Linked DNA regions of Mus musculus: regions 2, 3 and 4 are each linked to region 1. The links are chromatin contacts, called in public Hi-C and promoter capture Hi-C maps. All regions are on one chromosome and are shown on one strand. Each heading gives the region's core, a stretch centred on a gene start, on an enhancer-like site or on the middle of the called end of the contact. The rest is flanking DNA. Distances are from core to core; before and after follow the strand shown. Region 1 holds the start of Ndufs5 (NADH:ubiquinone oxidoreductase core subunit S5). Region 2 holds the start of Sf3a3 (splicing factor 3a, subunit 3). Region 3 holds the start of Hpcal4 (hippocalcin-like 4). Region 4 holds the start of Nt5c1a (5'-nucleotidase, cytosolic IA).

What was found. Promoter capture Hi-C pulls out the DNA fragments that hold promoters and counts their contacts. Hi-C and Micro-C count contacts between places; a contact is called where the count stands out from the background.
Region 2: a contact with region 1 is called in a Hi-C map of B cells, with 10 read pairs. The contact joins the promoter of Sf3a3 here to the promoter of Ndufs5 in region 1. A contact is called at or near these places in 1 of 39 promoter capture datasets (hippocampal neurons), 1 of 484 Hi-C or Micro-C datasets (B cells) and 1 of 115 datasets of contacts at active chromatin or transcription factors (large pre-B cells).
Region 3: a Hi-C map of B cells shows a contact between it and region 1, with 5 read pairs. The contact joins the promoter of Hpcal4 here to the promoter of Ndufs5 in region 1. A contact is called at or near these places in 2 of 39 promoter capture datasets (cranial neural crest and frontonasal cranial neural crest) and 1 of 484 Hi-C or Micro-C datasets (B cells).
Region 4: a promoter capture Hi-C map of hematopoietic stem and progenitor cells shows a contact between it and region 1. The contact joins the promoter of Nt5c1a here to the promoter of Ndufs5 in region 1. A contact is called at or near these places in 2 of 39 promoter capture datasets (cranial neural crest and hematopoietic stem and progenitor cells).

The regions. Positions count from the first base shown.
Region 1 is chr4:123,715,888-123,720,693 of GRCm38.p6, reverse strand. Ndufs5 (NADH:ubiquinone oxidoreductase core subunit S5) reads left to right here and starts at 2,508. Exons shown (of 3, transcript NM_001030274.1): 1 at 2,508-2,581; 2 at 4,613-4,806. The coding sequence starts at 4,615.
Region 2 is chr4:124,712,568-124,717,373 of GRCm38.p6, reverse strand. It overlaps Sf3a3 (splicing factor 3a, subunit 3), which reads right to left and starts at 2,513. Exons shown (of 17, transcript NM_029157.3): 1 at 2,384-2,513; 2 at 2,058-2,105; 3 at 1,670-1,722; 4 at 1,459-1,564; 5 at 851-923. The coding sequence starts at 2,479.
Region 3 is chr4:123,180,619-123,185,424 of GRCm38.p6, reverse strand. It overlaps Hpcal4 (hippocalcin-like 4), which reads right to left and starts at 1,921. Exons shown (of 5, transcript NM_174998.4): 1 at 1,801-1,921; 2 at 1,569-1,672.
Region 4 is chr4:123,198,784-123,203,589 of GRCm38.p6, reverse strand. It overlaps Nt5c1a (5'-nucleotidase, cytosolic IA), which reads right to left and starts at 2,105. Exons shown (of 6, transcript NM_001085502.2): 1 at 1,907-2,105. The coding sequence starts at 2,032.

The DNA.
Region 1 (4,806 bases), core at 1,259-3,758:
AGTCTGGGCACCATAGCAACAACTCCTGCCGTTGCTGCTGAGTCTGGGAATTGTAGTTTTCCAGGATTTGCTTGAGAGGAAAAGCTGTTGTTGCCTGTGAGGACCCTGTTGTCTGACATATCCAGTTGTGGGTACCTGTTCACGTTCAGATCTACGATGGATATAAGGCTGTCAGGGCCTGAGATAGGGCTTAGAAATGTCTGGAGGGCTGGGCATGGTGGTGCACACCTTTAATCCCAGCACTTGGGAGGCAAAGGCAGGTGAATGTCTGAGTTCGAGGCCAGCCTGGTCTACAGAGTAAGTTCCAGGACAGCCAGGGCTACACAGAGAAACCCTGTCTCGGAAAAAGAAAGAAAGAAAGAAAGAAAAGAAAGAAAGAAAGAAAGAAAGAAAGAAAGAAAGAAAGAAAGAAAGAAAGAAAGAAAGAAAGAAAAGAAAGAAAAAAAGAAAGAAAAGAAAGAAAAAGAAAAAAAGAAAAAAGGAAAGGAAAGGAAAGGAAAGAAATGTCCAAAGGATTGGAATTTCCATCAGAAGCTAGCAAAACAGACAGGGTATGAATGGATTTGAGGAGGGGAGATAGTGGTAGCATGTCAGGCAAAAGAAGGTGAAACTTAAGATCAAGAGAAAGTTCTGGGATGGAGAGATGGCTCAGTGGTCAAGAACACTGAGTGCTCTGCTGAAGGTCCTGAGTTCAAATCCCAGCAACCATATGGTGGCTCACAACCATCCGTAATGAGATCTGACGGGCTCTTATGGTGTGTCTGAAGACAGCTACAGTTTACTAAGATATAATAAATCTTAGAGAGAGAGAGAGAGACAGAGAGAGAGAGAGAGAGAGAGAGAGAGAGAGAGAGAGAGAGAGAGAGAGAGAATGGACAGAGATCTGAGAACTGCCACCTTTGCCATGGACTGGGCTCACTGGTCATGAATGTGCTAGCATATGGTGCCCTGGCTTCTAGCCCTAGAACTGCAAGGGGCTAGTTACCTGATGGCATTTGAGCACATGAGACCCTTAAGCAGGCCTTCACAGTGGCATAAGGAGAGGGGTGGGTTGGAAAGGGTGGCCATCAGTTCCGTGCCATTAGAACTTTGTGAGTATGGTTCACTACTTCCATAATGAGCCAATATTTGACTGGACACAGGCTGAGTGCTCAGAAAACTTTAATTGAACTGAAACCAGTTTCATATGGGACATCCAGCCGATGGAAGGGGGTGAGTGGAGCAAGTTGGAGTGATTGAATGAAATTAATAAATTGTGGACTCTCTTACTAGGGTTTCTATTGCTGTAAAAAGACTTGTGACCATGGCAACCATTTAATTGGGGCTGGCTTACAGTTTCAGAGGTTAGTCCACTATCATCATGGCAGGAAGCATGGCAGCATGCAGGAAGGCATGGTGTTGGAGAAGGAACTGAGATTTCTACATCTTGATCAACAGGCAGCAAAAGGAGACTAATCCACACTAGGCTTGACTTGAGCATAGGAGACCTCAAATCCCTCCCCAAAAGTGACACACTTTCTCCAACAAAGCCACACATACTCTCACAAGGCCACCCTTCCTAATAGTGCCACTGCCTATGAGGCAAGCATTCACACACGTGAATCTATGGGGGCCATTCCTATTGAACCCACCACATGGACTTCGGGAATTTTCTCCAGAAACTGTTCATTCGCAGGCACAGCATCTGTCTTATAGGCCAGGCCAGCCTTGAACTCAAGAGGATACATCCTCCTGTCTCAGCTTTCTGATTGCTTTGGTGCAAATGTCAGCTAATACATCAAAGAACGTTTTCATCATGTCACAGTATAAAGAAGTCCCTATAGTAACTCTATAGCTGTTTGTTTGTAACAAGATCTCACTATGTAGCCTTAGTTGGCCTAGAACTCATAGACATCCACCTGTTTCCGTTTCTTAATTTCTGTGATTTAAAGGCCTGAGCCACCACGTTAGGCACTATTATCTTTCTTTTAAGATTTACTTTATGTGCGAGAGTTTTGTCTTCATGTATGTGCACCATGTGTGTGCTCCTGGTATTGCTGAGGTTAGAAGAACTATGTTGGGTCCCCTGAATCTAGAGTTAAACCGAGGACCTCTCCCAGATCAACAAATGCTCTTAACCTCTGAGCTGTCTCTCCAGCCCGGCTATTATGTTTATTACCAAAAAGGGAAACTGCCACCGTGAAACTGGGAAACAGTCACACAAGTTTTGGGGTCACGGCACACGAGCTTTAATCACCACATTTCCTTGGGGTGAGGGAAGCACTACTCTTTCTCGAGTGTGACCTTGCTCAAGTAGCACAACAATCAACGGTCACGACAGTGCTGAAAGGGAGAACTCACTACCGGGCGCAGTAGTATGGGGAAAGTCGGTTTATCAGCTGTCAGCGTCTGGAGGCTGGGCTGCTTGCTGCGCAGGCGCAGACCCGCTGTGCTTGGTTTCTACAGTTCCTCGGCCGGTGGTTGATTTACGGCGTCGCTCTGGAGATGTCGTGCTGCGGGCGTCCTTTACGGCAGGCGTCTGCGTCCTCCCGCAGCCGGCGGTCGGGAATTGCACCAGGGACCTGACAAGGGCACTGCAGAGGTGCGGTAGGCGCTGCTGTGTCCGCACAGCCAAGAAGTTTCGTTCAGGATTAGCTCCTTGACACATTTCCTCTCTCTGTGGGTGGCCCAGGTCTGGGCGTGTCCTCCTGCCTTCCCTTCACCCCGTAACTAGGTCGTCACCCCCACCCCCGGCCCTCCGGAGCAAATCCACCGTCTGCCGGACTCCTGCCTTGGCCTCCTTCCTACCCTGACATCCCGCTCCTTTTTGTTTTTGTTTTGAGACAGGGTTTCTCTGTGTAGGCTGGAATTCACTCTGTAGACCAAGCTGGCCTTGAACTCACAGAGAAGCATCTGCCTCTGTCTTCCAAGTGTTGAGATTAAAGGCGTGCACCACATCCTGATTTTGGTCCCCAGAGCCCTCTACTTTCTTCCTGTTGTGCACTTGGCTCAGCAGCCGCTCCAGAGCCTCTGTCCGTCCTCATTGTCATAACTTCTGTTGTCTATGTTTGTGTGTGTGTGTGTGTGTGTGTGTGTGTGTGTGTGTGTGTGTGTGAGAGAGAGAGAGAGAGAGAGAGAGAGAGAGAGAGAGAGAGAGAGCGAGAGAGAGAGCGATGTAGATCCTCCTCTGGGACTTTTTCTATTCTCCCAATGGCTTCCTCCCCCGAATTCTTACTCAGGTTCCCAGTGTGGGTCTCCAGTGCTTATGATGAGCCGTTTCCCCCATTTGCCTCTGACATACACAGTAAATGACTAAAAGAATGGGAGGGAGCTTTATAAATTAAATTCACCTAAATGTCCGCGTACAGGATGGTTTTGATGTGGGTGCTGCGCTTGCTTTCCATTCTTAAGCACATTTGTCGTTTGGGATTATTTTGTTCTATGTCAACTTTACTATGTATTTTCCATATGTTCTTTTTGCTTAATGTATGTCATATTCTACTGAGCACCAGAATCTATCCACTGCTTTATAGTTGTACGTGTAAGTTGTTTGAGATTTCCTGATTTTTTTTATTTTTTTACAAAATTTTAATTTGACTTGTTCATTTATTTTTAGCAGTTAACTAGCATCTGCTCGATTTTGCTCTCAAAACAAAAGCAGTAGGAAAAACATAGAAGTAAATAGACTGTTACAGTAATGGACGAAGTACTTTTGGGGGGGGGGGTTCGAGACAGGGTTTCTCTGTGTAGCCCTGGCTGTCCTGGAACTCACTTTGTAGACCAGGCTGGCCTCGAACTCAGAGATCTGCCTGCCTCTGTCTCCCAAGTGCTGGGATTAAAGTCATGTGCCACAACTGCCCGGTGGACAAAGTACTTTTTAAAGTTTTAATTATGTGTGGATGTATGACTGTGGGCATGTGAGTGTAGCTACTCCGTGAAGCCAGACACATCATACGGCCCTGAAGCTGGAGCTGCAGCTACTTGTAAACCACCCAAAGTGGTTGCTGAGACTCCAGCTCGAGTCCTCTGCTAAAGCAGCATGCACTTTTAACCTCTAAGCCATCTCTCCAGCCTAGGACAGACTACTTCTATAAAAGGAGAGACACAAGAGAGTGTCCAAAGACACGTGTCATTTAGGTTGGGATGGAAAGAATGTATAGAACAATGTAAATAAATAGTGTGCTTATATTATTTCTCATTTTTCTTTTTTGGGGGAGAGTTGTTGTTTTGTTTTGTTTTTTGTTTTGCTTTTAGTTTGTTTATTTGAGTCAAAACAATTTTTTTCACCCTTGAAAAAAATAACCTTATACATAGAAAGAAAAAAAATTAATTTGGGTTTTTAGTCCATGAGTTTTGTGAAAGTCCCCAAATTACTCTGGGAGAGCCCATCTTAGTAAAAAAAGGCTGGTAATCCCAGCAGTTGGGAGGTGGGGCAGAAGGATGAAGAAATCAAGGCTGTTTTCACTACAGTGTGACTTAAAACTGGCCTGGGCTAGATGGGATGCTATCTGGAAAAACAAAAAGCTTGGTGAGAAGAGATTTGGGGCCTCGGGCTTGGCAGATGAAGTTCCTCGTTTCTTCTCGGAAGCGTGTCACTTGATCACACTCTTGTCTCCTGGGTGTTCTTTTACAGCCATGCCTTTCCTTGACATACAGAAAAAGCTGGGCATCAGCCTGGACCGGCACTTTATGTTCCTAAGCGCAGAACAGCCCTATAAGAACGCCGCTCGGTGCCACGCATTTGAAAAAGAGTGGATAGAGTGTGCACACGGGATCGGTGGGACCCGGGCGAAAAAGGAGTGCAAGATAGAGTTCGATGACTTCGAA
Region 2 (4,806 bases), core at 1,264-3,763, 1.0 Mb before region 1:
AGAGAGAAAGCAAACTGGGCAGTGGTACACACTTTTAACGCCTTTAATTCTTGCACTAGAGAGGCAGAGGCAGGCCATCTCTGAATTCGAGGCCAACCTGATCTATAGAGTGAGTTCCAGGGCTATACAGAGACACCTTGTCACATCAAAACAAACAACAAAACAAAAAAATGGGGCTGGAGAGATAGCTCAATGGTTAGGAGCAATGAGTGGCCTTCATTAGGACCTGGGATCAATTCTTAGCACCCACATGGCAGTTCACAACTGTCTGTAACTCCACTCAGAGATCTGACATCCTCAAACACAGATACATGTAGGCAAAACACCAATGCAGATACAAATAAACAAATTAAAAAAAAAAAAAAAGATGTTAACTCACCATACAATTAAAAAAATAAAAGGTCTGGCATTTATTTAACTCAGAGAACTACTGAGAGCTGAGATTAAATGTATACTCCACCACAATCAGCCTTTATTTATTTGTTTTTAGAGACACGACGTTCTAGGACCTAGAGAAGTGGCTCAGCATTTAGAAATACTGGCTGCTCTTGCACAGCACCTGAGTTTGAGTCCCAGTCCCTACACGGTAGCTCAAAACCATTTGTAACTCCAGTCGGAGTGGATCCAATTCCCTCTCCTGGCTTCCTGAGGCCATCACACACACACACACACACACACACACACACACACACACACGGTATACAAACATATATGCAGGCAAATTACCCACACAGACAAAATAAAAACAGATTGAAAAACAAAACAAAACAAAAAAAACCAAGCCATAGGTCCTAGCTCTATAGCTGAGAATGGCCTGAAGCCCCAGGAAGAAACAGTAACCATTACTTACTTTGTGCCTCTTCACTTGGATTCTCTCGAGCCTTCAGCAGCTCCTCAAATTCCACTGACATTGGCACACAGATCTGAGGGAAGGAGAAGAGTTCAGGTGGGCCTGGCGATGTCTCAGGCACACACAGGCCTGGGCTTCTAAGACTTGCTTTGGCTTTGACCTTGAGTGTACAGAGCTGCCTACTTAGTGTTCTCCACTTCCCTTGCTGCATAGCCGGGCAGACATTGATTGGCACAAAACACAGCATGCTAAGGAAGGGCTCCTTTGGAGGAGGCAGTCCAAGAGATATTTTACGAAAAAGCTGGCATTGGACATGAATCCTGAAGGGGTAACGACCTCTGCAAGTGAACAGAGCACCACTGTGTTGGTAGATTTCAGGGCAGAGCTAGGTGCACAGTATATTGAGTAGGAGACATTCTTGTGAAGCAGCCCTAGTGCTTCACCGTGTTCTCTTACTGCAGAGGGATGCCAAGAGGATGTCACTTAACATGCAGTGAAGTGGCACGTTCTTTCTTGGAGTGACATCTACATGGCATAGCTCCATTTCCTTTGCATCTTTCCCTTTTGTTAACGGCCAGGTCTAAGGACACTAAGTTGGGAGGCCTTACCTCATTTGGGTGCTTCCGATGGAATTCCTTTATCTGCTTGAGTCTGTTATAGAATTCAGCGAACTCGTTGGGTCCTGAGATAGCATTGAGCTCCTCCTTCCGCAGTCTGCAAGATATCAACAAACCCGAAGAGCATAAAGCACACAGCCCATGGTCTCACCAGGGCTCCTCAAAAGCACTAATTGTTAGAAGGGATGTGACCGTCACTTACCCGTCCTTATCATCATACAAATCCCTCAGGTTCCCACTGACCTCCATGTACCTCTGAAACAGAAGCGCAAAGCCATCAGAATGAAGCAAATTTGTACCACAGGGCTAAGTAAACAAGAAAGGATGTCTTGGCAAAACCCAAGGAAAACTCATGAGATACATGGTCTTCAAAGTTCCACCACTTTTAAGAGACAGCTTGATCCCGAGGTGGTTGCATACACTTTTAATCCCAGCACTTGGGAGGCAGAGATAGGACATCTGATTAGGTACCCTAGAGGGGCTTGTCTAAGAACTCAGGGGTAGAAATCACGCAGGGCCACTCAACCTTCCCAGCCTGCACTTTTCCCGCCCAGCCCGACCCCAGGGGAAGCGGACGGCGGCGCACTCACATCTTGCATGGCCCGAGTGCGGTGATCGGAATTGATCTGGTCCCGAAGCTGCAGAAAGGCAAACGGTAACACATACGTTGTTACTTTGAGTTTAGCAGTTGGAAAGAGCACCCGAGGGGTGATGCGCTTATTGGTTTAGGTCCCAGGGGCTGAAGCAGGAAGATTGAGGGGCCCTCGGAGGACGTTAACGAGGCCAGAGTGCCGAGCCAGCTTAGGAGGAGGGTGAGGATGGGGCGCAGAGAAGCTCCGAGGCCAAATACAGCGCGAGGGCTCGGCAAAGGACCCAGGCCCGCCTCCTGATGCGGCCCGGACCACGGCTCACTCACCGTGGACTTCTTCGTAAGCATCTCTTTGGCCATAACATCCATAAGCCGTTCCTTCTCCTCATGATAGCGCCGTTGCTGCTCTAAAATTGTCTCCATTTTCCCTTGGCCACGGCGTTTCAAGGCGGACCACTAACACTGCCGGAAACACCGCCTGCCGCCTTTCAGCCAGCGTCTCAGCGCGCAGCATCCGGCTGCACCAAAGTTCCGCGTGTCCCGGAAGTGTCTTGGGGGACTCAAGAAAAAAGGAACACCACGAAGAGAGCAAGCGGGTGCTATCCGCGACCGTGGCTACGCTTCCCCCTGCTGGCTGGGGGTCTGAAGGAGCGCTGCCTCCGCGTTGAAAGCTGGCTGTCTCTAAGAAGCCTGCAAGAATCCTGTAGGCTGAGGTTGAGAGACAGCTGGCTTGCCCGGGGCTTGCTGCAGAAAGCTGGGCCGGCAGGGACACACTAGCAGGAACGGATAAGTTGAAGGATACAGAACGGAAAGGGGAACTGGAAGCAGCAGTAGTTTTCAGTGTGTGACCTCTGGTGATGTTTTCCCCTTGTCTGGACTTTAGTGTGTTTGTCAGTAAAGTGGAGATGGTGGTGGGTTTGTTCTTAATAAAACTCATACATATTTGAACACAACCTTTGTTTATTGGCAGAGGAGTCTTTAAGAAAAACGTGGTACACTCAAGCAATGATATGCTTGCTGTTCAGCACAGGTTAACTTCTGATTCTCTGTAATTCTTTTTTTTTTAAAAGATTTATTTATTTATTATATGTAAAGTACACTGTAGCTGTCTTCAGACACACCAGAAGAGGGCATCGGATCTCATTACGGGTGGTTGTGAGCCACCATGTGGTTGCTGGGATTTGAACTTCCGACCTTCAGAAGAGCAGTCGGGTGCTCTTACCCACTGAGCCATCTCACCAGCCCCAATTCCATGTAATTCTTTATTTTTCTGCTTTTCGCCTACCACTTGCTGGAATTACAGGTATGAGCCACCACACCTAGCCACTGTATGGCTTAGAAAATGAAATCTAGACTGCCTTTCCTTAAAAGAGGAGGAAGAGGAAGAAGCAGAGGCAGAAGAGGCAGAAGGTGGAGGCAAACAGATCTTTGTGAGTTCTAGGCCAGTTTGGTCTACATAGTGAGTTCCAGGACAGCCAGGGCTGCATAGAGATCCAGTCTCATGAAACCAAACCAAACGAAACATAAACAAACAAACAAACAAACAAACAGAGTAGGGGCAGAGAGTGAATCAGTATAGAGAGCTGGGATTACAAGTGTGTGACAGTGCATGCACCAGGAAAGAGGCATCGGCGCAATGCAAAGTGGCTCACACCCGTGATCCTAGCGCTTAGGAGATGGAGGCAAGAGGAGAACAAGTTCAAGTTCAGCCTGAGCTATGTGATAAGACTCTATCTCAAAACAACAAACAAACAAAACACATACAAACATACACATACACACATACATATATACATACACATACAATACATACACACACATTCACACACACATACACACACATACATATATACACACACATGCACACATACATATACACATATATACACACACACATATATATATACACACACATACACACACATACATATATACACACACATATTCACACACACATTCACACACACATATACACACATACACACACATACATATATACACACACACATATATACACACACATTCACACAAACATACATACACATACACTTACACACACACACACACACACACACACACTCCAAGGCACTGGGTTTCAGCATCAACACAAGGGACTCTGGCCAGGTGGTCGTGGTGCACGCCTTTAATCCCAGCAGTGAGTTCCAGGACAGCCAGGGATATACAGAGAAACCCTGTCTCAAAAAACCAAAAAACAAAAAAGAAAAGAAAAAAGAAAAGGGACTCTACTCCATTCCTACTCTAGGCAGAGAAGGGAAAACACCGACCCTGTGTTCCTGTTATTCACAATTCACAAAATCTCTATATAACCCAAGGGCCCATTAGTTGGGACTGGAGAGCTGGCTCAGCAGTGAGGAGCGTTTGCTGCTCTTCCAGAGGATCTGAATCCAGTTCCCAGCATGCAAGTCGGTGGCTCACAGCCACTTGTATCTCCAGATCCAAGGGATGAACAGCCCCGCCCTCACCCCACGCTGCTCACGCTATCCACTTTTACATACATACACACCCAATGCATGGGTGAATGGATAACCATGTTGTCAGACAATACTGTTCAGCAGTGAGGGAATGCTATACGGACCCATGAGAGCATCATACTCCATAAAGAAGGAAGGGACTGGTGTAATGGCTTAGTGGCTAAGAATATCTGGTTCTCAGCACTCACATGTCACCTTACCATGATCCATGACTCCAGTTCCTGGGGACCTGATGCCTTCTTCTGACCTCCATAGGAA
Region 3 (4,806 bases), core at 672-3,171, 530 kb after region 1:
TCTTGGTACTATGTCACACTGTTTTGTTTGTCTGTGATCTCCTATCAAGCCTACTTCAAAGACAATAGAACTCAGAGTCAGGGAAGAGAAAGGTTCACCCAAGGTCAACTGGAGCCCATCAGCTACAAAGCAAAGACCAGCGCCTATGTGGGTGCGTGCTCTGTTGAAGTCGTACCTTCTGGAGGGCTATGCTTCACTTGAGGAGGTACTCCTTGCTTCAAAAATCTCTGCCCCCTCCTCTGTGCTCAGAGGCTTCTTCTAGGGGGTCCGGGGTTAGGGGGTTCAAGTGGAGAGATGACAGTAAAAAGTAGGAGGGACTGAAGGAGGCAATAATCCCACACCCTCGCCTAGCTTCAGAGAAGCTGGTGCTGAAGCGGTTGCCATGGTGACAACAGCTCCCTGGTCAGGAGATTTTTCTCTTTCCCTCTCCTCCCTTTGCTCTTCCACAAGCAGCAGCAATGGCAGTAACAACCAGGTCTTGTTCCTCCCCTTCATAATAAAAGGCAAAAGTGACTCATACAAGGTGAGCTGTGTTGACCACCTATAATTTGGAGCTTTCATGCCAGGGTGGCCTGGTGGTCTGGAAAGGCCCCTAAGAGAATGAGGCTGTAGGATATGTAGGAGGGAGTAGCCTGAACCTTGGCCTGAGTGAAAAGGATGTCCCTACAGTGATGGATGGGGCCTCTCAGGTCTCCTCTGAGAAATATCCTAATGGTTTGAACAGGGCTTTGTTCTCCTGTAATCAGCTGTGGAACCAGAATATGTCAGACCTGGAAGGCTACTCAAGACCATCTCATCGAACCCTCCTCTGTCCTGCTCTTTGCCTATCTCATGAAGAATCTGAGAGGGAAAAGCCTTGGCTAAAGTCAAGCAGAGATCGAGGCGAAGGCAAGGCTTGCACTCTTCTGCTTTCTCATTCAGACATAGGGAAAGGAGAAAATGAGCCCACATGGACTCATCTTTGGCTTCATCTCTGCAAACAACAGGAAGCCGAGAGAGGGAGCAACAGGCACAAAAGGAACAGAGAAGACCGGGTTACAGAGAGAGGACCTGGTGCGTTCCTGTGTGAGGGATGATGAGGTTTAAAGGCTAGAGCTATGGGGTGGTCTTCTGGGAGGAGCAACCCTGGTTTATGCTCCAAGCAAGATAAAGGAAGAAGAGTGTGGAACCCCTGTCTAGTTGGGAGGCTACTAGAAGGGAGATGGTGAATGGGTCTGGAGTAGGAGCCTCAGGGGTCTTCATCCTTTCCTTAGGTATGCTGTGAGCTGTCAGCATAAGGGGCAGAGAGAGTGTAGTCAGAGAATGAATTTGCTATCGAGGTCTTTTGGGGAACAAGACCCTGAGATGGGAATGACAGTGAACTATTGGTGTCGGTGTGGGCTACCTCCAAGTAGAGGTTTCCATGAGGCTTGGTTCTAGAGGCAAGAGAACACAGGGTGACTGAAACCTCTCTTCTAGCACCAGTGACACCACACACCCCCAAGTAAGAGTGTGTGTGTGTGTGTGTGTGTGTGTGCGCGCGCGTGCGCGTGTGTTTGCACTGGAGCCAGAGGAATGGTTGTTCTTACCTGAGCTGGGGGTAAGGAGGCAGCTGTACCTCCTTCTTGAACTGGAGACCCGGCTTGAAGTGAAAGTTCCTGGCCCAAGGCGGGCTTCCCAGATGGCTGTCCACCTATGACAGACCCAGGGTCAGAAAGATGGATCTGAGCAGATGAGGATGGGAGTGGAAGGCGGAGGAGGAGGGGCTCAGGGCCTCCGCCCCGCGAGGTTGCTTCTAGGGCCCGGCCCCACCCTCATTACCTGAGGCCGCTCGCCGAGTCGCTAGATGGCTCCGAGCTTGGGCGGCCGCGGGGACAAGGCTGGCTATCAGGCGGACGACAGGCTCTGTAGGGTCCGCGTCGGAGCCGCCTCCCCAGTTCTTGTATCACTATTTGCTTCTCGAAGGCGACACGATTTGCATAAGACCCGCCTCCTCTCAGCAACTTTGGACATCGATTGGTTCGGCTGGCACCGAGTGACAGGCAGGGTTTCAGGTGGGGATGGGGTGGCCTGTGAGTCTAGGCTACCACAAGAGCGCGCCCCGCCCGTCCGCCCGCGCTGACCTTCCCGGAGTCGCCAGGATTGTAGAGGGCTGTACCCCCATCTGTTCCTCAACCCTGAGGCTCAGAGCCTGGGTCACAGTTTGGAGCGAAAAGTACCGATGATTAAAGTGGATTCGCAAAAAACAACCGCACCGTTGCTATGGGAACAGAAGAACCACAGTTGAATTTCTAAGCCTTCTCTTCCTGGGCCCCAGCGGGGGTGGGGGTAAGATAGGGGGTGATTCATAAGATGCGACCCCGTCTCTTGTCCTGCCCGTACCTGGAGGGGATCAATGAGGAGCTGCGGAGTGGCAAGGTGGAAAAGGGGAGATGGGGTGGTCAAGAACTCGCGGCTTTGCACCAGTGCCCCTCCACACCCACTCCTCTCCCGCCGTTTAGCAGAGGGGAGGGTGGGTGCGGCACGAGCTGGGTGGATGTGGAAGTATCCTCTACCTAGACACACGAGGGCGTGGGCTCCCTCCAGCCACCCCCACAACTCTAAGTCAGATCTCTTGTCAGGCTCTATCCTTACTTCTCGAGGACCCCTAAAAAGACTTGTTGGTTCTCCTCCAGAAGGAGCCTTTACAGTACGCCAAGCATTGCTCCATTCCCCACCCTCCCGCATTCCCGTCGCTTAGATGGAGCCGGTTCCCAGCCGCCGCCAGTCTCCGGCCTCGGATGTTGACACAAACCAGAGGCGGTTTACACTGAACGGGTCTGGAAGGTTTCAGGGAGGCGAAAACACCTCCTTTCCGCACTTGGGGGTCTCGTCACAGCCCGCTCAGTCGCCACGGATGTACTGGTGTCTGAGAGCTCACAACCCAAGGTGGTGGGAAAGAGCTCTAACGCCAAACTCAGGGCGAAAGGGGAGCAGAGATCCCTGGGCTGGGCCACGTGCGGAGGAGGGACTTCAAGGGATCTACCAAAAGTGGGGGCGGGACGCGTGGGGGATTGGTTAAATGGGATTGCAGATGCAGAAGAGGCCGGATTTCTGTCCAGGCAGCAAATGGTGGAGATGAGCGCTGTTTGGGGGACTAAGGACAGGCAAAGAACCGGTTTTTGGAGATTTGGTCTTAGAAACTCCCAAACAAAGCACAGCCAGGGGAAACCAGTAGGACCCGCGTCTTCCTTATGAGAGCTATCCATTTCCTCTTAAGCCAGTTGCGCTGTCCCGTTCTAGCAGCTGGATATGCCTTCTCTCTGGGGTTGCAGCATACGGTTGGGAGCTCCGTGTTCGAGTCAAAGAGGAGATACATCCATGGCATCTTTGGTTGGTGACTCATGAAGTTCCTTAAAAGCCTTAAGTCCTTCTCGGGTACCTTCCGTGCTTTAAACCCTCAAGTGGTAAGCAAGAGTGCTTGGTTACAGTTAACTATAACCCAACGTGCAGGGAAGTGAGGAGAATATGGGTTGCTGGAAGTGATACCTGAACACCTAAAATGGAGTCTGGTTGTTTCTAGGGACCCTCATATGATCTCAAGCAAGCCCTCCCTCATCCACGACCTCCCAGTCTGTATAATGTGGGAGCTGGTACTAGAGACTCAGTGGAGAGAAGAGAAGGAGAATAAAGGAAGTGTGATTGTTTTAGAATTATAGAGACATGAATCCAAGGGCTTTCCTTGGACTCCAGCGCCCCTAACAATAGCTTACTTTGTTGAAAGCTTACGTTGTGCTAGAACTTCACAGCGGTACATCTTTATTTGTGGTCTTAGTTTCTACAATTTCCACTATCTGCAATCAGTCACAGCCCAAAACACCAAATGGGAAATTTCAGAAACACAGAATCCACAAGTTTTAAGCGGTAGACTGTCCTAATTGCCATAATGAAATCTGCCATTCCTTTTAAGCCTCTGTCCTCTTGTCCAGCATATCCACTCTGTATATACCATCTGTCCCTTAGTTACTGAGATCAGCTATGCTAGTGAGTATTTGTAAGTGAGTGTGTTTTACTTAATAGCCCAACCAGAACAGGAATTCTGGCAATTTGGATGTCTCAAAGAGAAGCTGTAAAAGTCTTCCTGTAAGTGAAAACTGGGAGTTCTTGACTTAGTGAGGCAAGTATATGTTGATAGTGAAGCGCTACAGGAAGAACAAATCCATGGAATTATGACGAAGGAAAAAGAACCATGTGCTAGAGTTGCTTTTGTACACCACACTGGAAATGTCATGCTTCGGTTAGAAGGAAAAGAGGCGTTAAATTACAGGGGTTGAGCCAGGTGTGATGGCATACACCTGTAATCACGGTATTCAGGAGTCAGAGAAGCAGGAAAGTAACTGTGAAGTTGGCCTGGTTTTTATAATGAGTTCTCAGAGTTACCTGGCACAAAACAAAAACCAATCACCAACAACAAATTACAGTTTTGGATTGTCTGAAGTCAAGGTATCCACTGTGTGTCTTGACACATATTCCATGGACAAAGGGAAAGTATTATATTTGTATCACCTAACTTATCCCGCTAAAAACTCTGCGGAGCTGGTATTGTTGTTATTCGCATCTGAGAGCCGAGGAAATGAAGGTGCTGAGAAAAGTGATGGGCACAAGTTCACATAGCAAGTTCATCTACCATCTCTGGAGCAGTCTTGGCTTGGGCTCCGCTCCTTGCCAGTTGGATTAGCTTTCCATTGCTGTGACAAAATGCCCAAGACAAACCATTTAGTTGGAGGAAAGATCTACTTTGTCTCACAGTTTCAGGTGTCACAGACCATAATTATTGTTTGGGGCCTG
Region 4 (4,806 bases), core at 856-3,355, 520 kb after region 1:
AAGGTAGGTTGACCATTTAGTCAAATGAATTCTTAGGCAGAACTCCCCCCCCCCCCGCCATGTGTAAACCAAGGATATAACTGCTATACATCTCTTTTACAATTCAGCTCTTATATCTATACATCTATATGAGTGCATTTGTTGCAAAACTAATCAATAAAACAACACCTTGGGAACTGGAGAGATGGCTCAGTAGTTAAGAGCCCTGACTGATCTTCCGGAGGTCCTGAGTTCAATTCCCAGCAACCACATGGTGGCTCACAACCATCTATAATGGGATCCGACGCCCTCTTCTGGTGTGTCTGAAGACAGCAACAGTGTAACCACATACATGAAATAAATACATCTTAAAACAAACATACAAACAAAACAACAACAAGAAAACCCCAGCAGTTTAGGTGACAATATGTTTGAAAGCAGGGGTTAGGTCGCCACCATAGACACAAGAAGTTTCAGTATCCAGCCAATTTATTTTTATGTTTCTGCACAGTTCTGAGAGAGTCCAGTTTGCACCCCCAAATACTTGAACATGGGAAGAGCTGCTTTATTTTCAAATATTTAAAGTACTCTTTCTAAAAGAAAGGATTCACAGGTCTGAAGACTGCTTGAGACACAGGGTTCCACAGAACCCAGCGTGAAAGCCTCAGCCCCGTTAAATAAGGTTCTGGCCCTTTCACAAGGTACTCAGTCAGAGGGGTCCCTTGCCTGGGAGCCTTTTGAGTCCTTGTAACACTTTCCCCAATGATCCTGCATGTCTAAGTGTGAATTCTGAACAAGTTCTTGAGCTTCAAAGACAGCTTCTTGCTTTTCACTCACTCCTCTGCCCCTCCCACCCTCCCAGGAGATCCCACCCACTGAAGCTTTAAGATCAGCTCAAAAGTCATTATCCCAAAGCCTTCTCAGTGGCAGTCACCCCCTCCCCCCCAGTGCTCCCACAGCATGTAGGATCTTTTACCTGAGAATCCACCATCTCTAGAGCCTCCGTGGTCACACTCCAAACTCCTGAGACAGGCAGACCACACTTAATATCTCTGTCACCAGGATGAGCCAAGGCCTAGAGGTGACTGTGGATGGGGTAGCCTCCTGGGTAAAGTCGTTGTAGTGAAGCAGTGGAATGCTTTAAGGTCGGACTGGAAGTCCTTGTGTAACGCCTTTGGGTCCCTTTCTATTCTCAATCCCTTGCCCAAGTTCCTGGGTCTAAGGCGGAGAGGCGTGAACAACGCTAAGGTATCATGAACTTTCCTAACAGAGGAAGAGGAATGCTTGCCTCTGTGTGAAGTTGCAAATGGTTGATGCCACCACTGAGATCAGAAGCAATGTCTAAGGTGCAAAGCCCAGCGCTGGGAGCTCCAGAGCCTGGGAGCAAAGCCCTGAGCCTAGAGCAAGTAATCGTTCCTTTAAGATGCAGGGAGAGTGACCTGATCCCCCGGGGTCTGGGTATTCAGTTAGAGCCCAAACGCCGAGGCTTGGGCCAGGAAGCTGAACTGACTGCACAGATGGAGGAGACCTGAGAGCCCAGCGAGCAACCGGGTTCCCAGAGTCGAGTTAGGAGTTACGGAGCCCAGGGCGCTGCTCCCGGGTTGCTGACCAGCTCTGCCAACAAGTGCAGTCCGCGCGTTCAGGTTGCCAGCGCCGGAGGGGATAGGCCCCTGATGACAGCATGGGGGAGGGGTATTCTGGAGTAGAACCTGAGCCCGGGATTGGGGGGAGGGGGTGCGGAGGCACTGCCACTATAGCAGAGCTCCCAAAATAAACTGGAGCCCCAGCCAACTGCTGGGCACATTCTGGGGCGGAGGAGCCTTGTCACCTTCGGGAGGGGTTCCACGAGGCCCTTTCCAAAGGGCTTGAGACCCGTCCCTAGAAATGGCCCTTCCCGTGTCCCCCCAAATCCAAGCCCTACTTTTACCGATTTGGGTTTCTTCTTGGACGAGAGGTTGTCATAGAAAGTCTTGGCTTCCTCCCAGCGCGGTACCGCGGCGGTCTCTGCCCCTGGCCCGGGTTCGCGGGCCTCCCGGGGCTGCCCTGGTTCCATGCTCCGACTCGGATTCTATCCGGCCCGGCGGGAGAAGACAGCAGTGGAGACGCGGAGCTCTCGGCACCGGGCTGAGGGAGGGAGGCGCGTCCCGGGTGGGAGAGGCAGGCGGGCAGGGCCGGGAGGGAGTGCGAGTGAGCCTGCCCCGCCCGCCGGGGGTGGGGGGTGGGGGGGACCGTCAGGTCCGAGCCGCCCTCTTGGCATTTAGGGGAACTCTGATTCCTCGACCGACCCGGGTCTGAAGCAAATGGGGAGCAGGTGCAGTCTGCTTTCTGGAGCAGGCCGAGTGGAGCCAGGCTTGTGGAGTACTGCGGCTTCGGGGTTGCGGGGATGAAGTTCAAGGGCACCGAGAGAGGAGGAAGCCTAACATTTTCCCCTCCTAACACGATAATGCCCAAACCAGAAAATGAATAGTAAGCGCTCCTCCAAACTAACAGGTCTCCTACCCCTATCAGATGCCAGCATTGGACCCTGCGTGATCCGTCGCCTTTCTCCACATTCCAGTCTATCCTTGGACCCAGGGAAGTGTTGGATGGACAGCCTGGTTCATGAACAGGAAGCCTCATTGCGTGTAGGGGAAAGTGTGGGACACAGTTCTTACACAGGCGAAGGGGCTCTTGAATCTAAGGCGATGTTATGCTCGCCTAATGGGCGACACAGTCAAGAGTGATTCCAAGGGACTGGATTCATGTCGGCTCCCCTGTTGGCCAGCAGGGGGCGTGCATTTTCAAGTCCCGCGCGCTGAACTTGAGATGGTTACAGTTGTGAGGAAAGGAAGGGAGGAATGGAGTCTAGAACCCAAAGGATTTTAGCCTAGCATTTTGGAATTTCAGGGTATTTTTCACGCTGGTGCAGAGCTCTGAATTATCTGCCTCAAGGCAGAGCCATCTCTCCGACATGGATTGGAGATGCCTGAAAAACATTGGTTTAGCTGACGGGTGGTGGTGGTGGTGGTGGTGGTGGTGGTGGTGGTGGTGGTGGTGGTGGTGAGGTTCCTTTGCCTGAGACCCCTGGGACAGAGTGGAGCTCTGTCCAGCCTCCACCATGTCTAGAAGGAACCAAGTAAACTTTGTACTGTAGTTATTTCCTCCTGATCGAAACACTCCCTCCTGGGAGGCTCTGAGGCCCAAGAAACTCAAAAGATTCGGGGAGCCTAGAGAATTCTAAAGATTTGGGGTCCCTGCCTAGTTATACAGATATCAAAGTTACCCGCTGTTGGGAGAGGAAGGGCACCTTTGGTGGTGTAGCTGCCCTCAGGTCACACAGGGAACTCCAGTGTTTCAGTTTTCCTGAGTCAGCACCCGTGCTGGGCTTTTTGGTGATGCAGTTTCCAGAGTTGCTCAGATTCCTGTAAATAACCCTCACCCACACACATGTTAGTAACCCCAGTGAACTCACCAGCTCAGTAAGCCGAGCCTTTGGGTACCACCCTTTATCTGGAGTGAACAGAGATATCTCCACTGGAAAAGCAGTAGCGTAGATTTGGGTAAATGAGAGGGGAAGTTAAAAAATAATAAGATTGGTAAAGTAAGTTCAGATGTTTCCAGATTTGGATGGATTGGGGTGTGTGTGTGTGTGTATGAGAGAGAGAGAGAGAGAGAGAGAGAGAGAGAGAGAGAGAGAGAGAGAGAGAGATTTGCTTACATAAAAGGGAATCCATCCCCAGCAATTTGGATCTGTGTGGCTGGCTTGAAAGGATGACCTGGGAAAGTCAAATTTCCCTTTCTTTAGAATGTGGGGTTGGGTGTCAGCCTCAGGCAAGACAGTGGGTGTTATGAAGTGTTAGACGTCCACCTAAATGAGCCCCTGCAGAGTGGTCAAACTCCACCTCAAACAGAGGGATGTGAGCAGAGAAGTCTTTGTGAGCCAACTGAGGTGACCACCAGGTAGAATATGGGGACGAACGGACGGACAGAGGACCCCGTGAGTGAAGCCTTGCCCCGAGGGTGCTGCCTCTGGTCACAGCTCCGTAAGCCCTGGCTATTGTGGCTCTCTCCCGATTTCCATGACTTTCTCTTTTTAAAGGCTGAATGGTTGAGAAGTGGGGTGATTACTCCCTGCAGCGGGGCTGGGGTCCTGGAAATGTAAGTTAGCTCAGTTTCCCACGGGGTTCTTTCTGCCGTTCAATGGATGTCCCAGAGAAGAAAGTTGGTAGCCATTCTTTCGCTTGATGCCCCTGCTTTCCTTGGCTACTTATGATAATAAGTCCATCTTCCCAGTCTTCAAGGAACAGCATGTGCTCAGCTATGTCCCTGGACTTACTGCCTGACAGAAGGATGACGGGGTCACTCCTTCTGAGTAGTCATATGGATGCTGGGAAACTTCCCCCTCCCCAACTTGTGTTGTTTGTTGGCTTTGTTTTGTTGCTTTTTGTTTGCTTGGTTTTTTGTTTGTTTGTTTGGTTTGGGTTTTTTTTTTTTTTTGTTTGTTTTTGATTTTGGTTTTTTGAGACAGGGTTTCTCTGTGTAGCCCTGGCTGTCCTGGAACTCACTCTGTAGACCAGGCTGGCCTCGAACTCAGAAATCCGCCTGCCTCTGTCTGCCTCCTGAGTGCTGGGATTAAAGGCATGTGTTACCATGTCCAGCTAACCCCTTGGGGTTTTAACTGGGGACAATGTGAGCAGGAGAGCCGACCTTCCCTGTGGCAGGTAAAGGAATACAGAGAAGCCTGTGCAGATCAGTGATGTTAGAGGGGGATGGGAGAAGGAGAAGGAGAGGGAGAGGAAGTAGTGGGAGAGGGTGCCACACTGAGTCTCCAGATCCAGTGGGAACCAA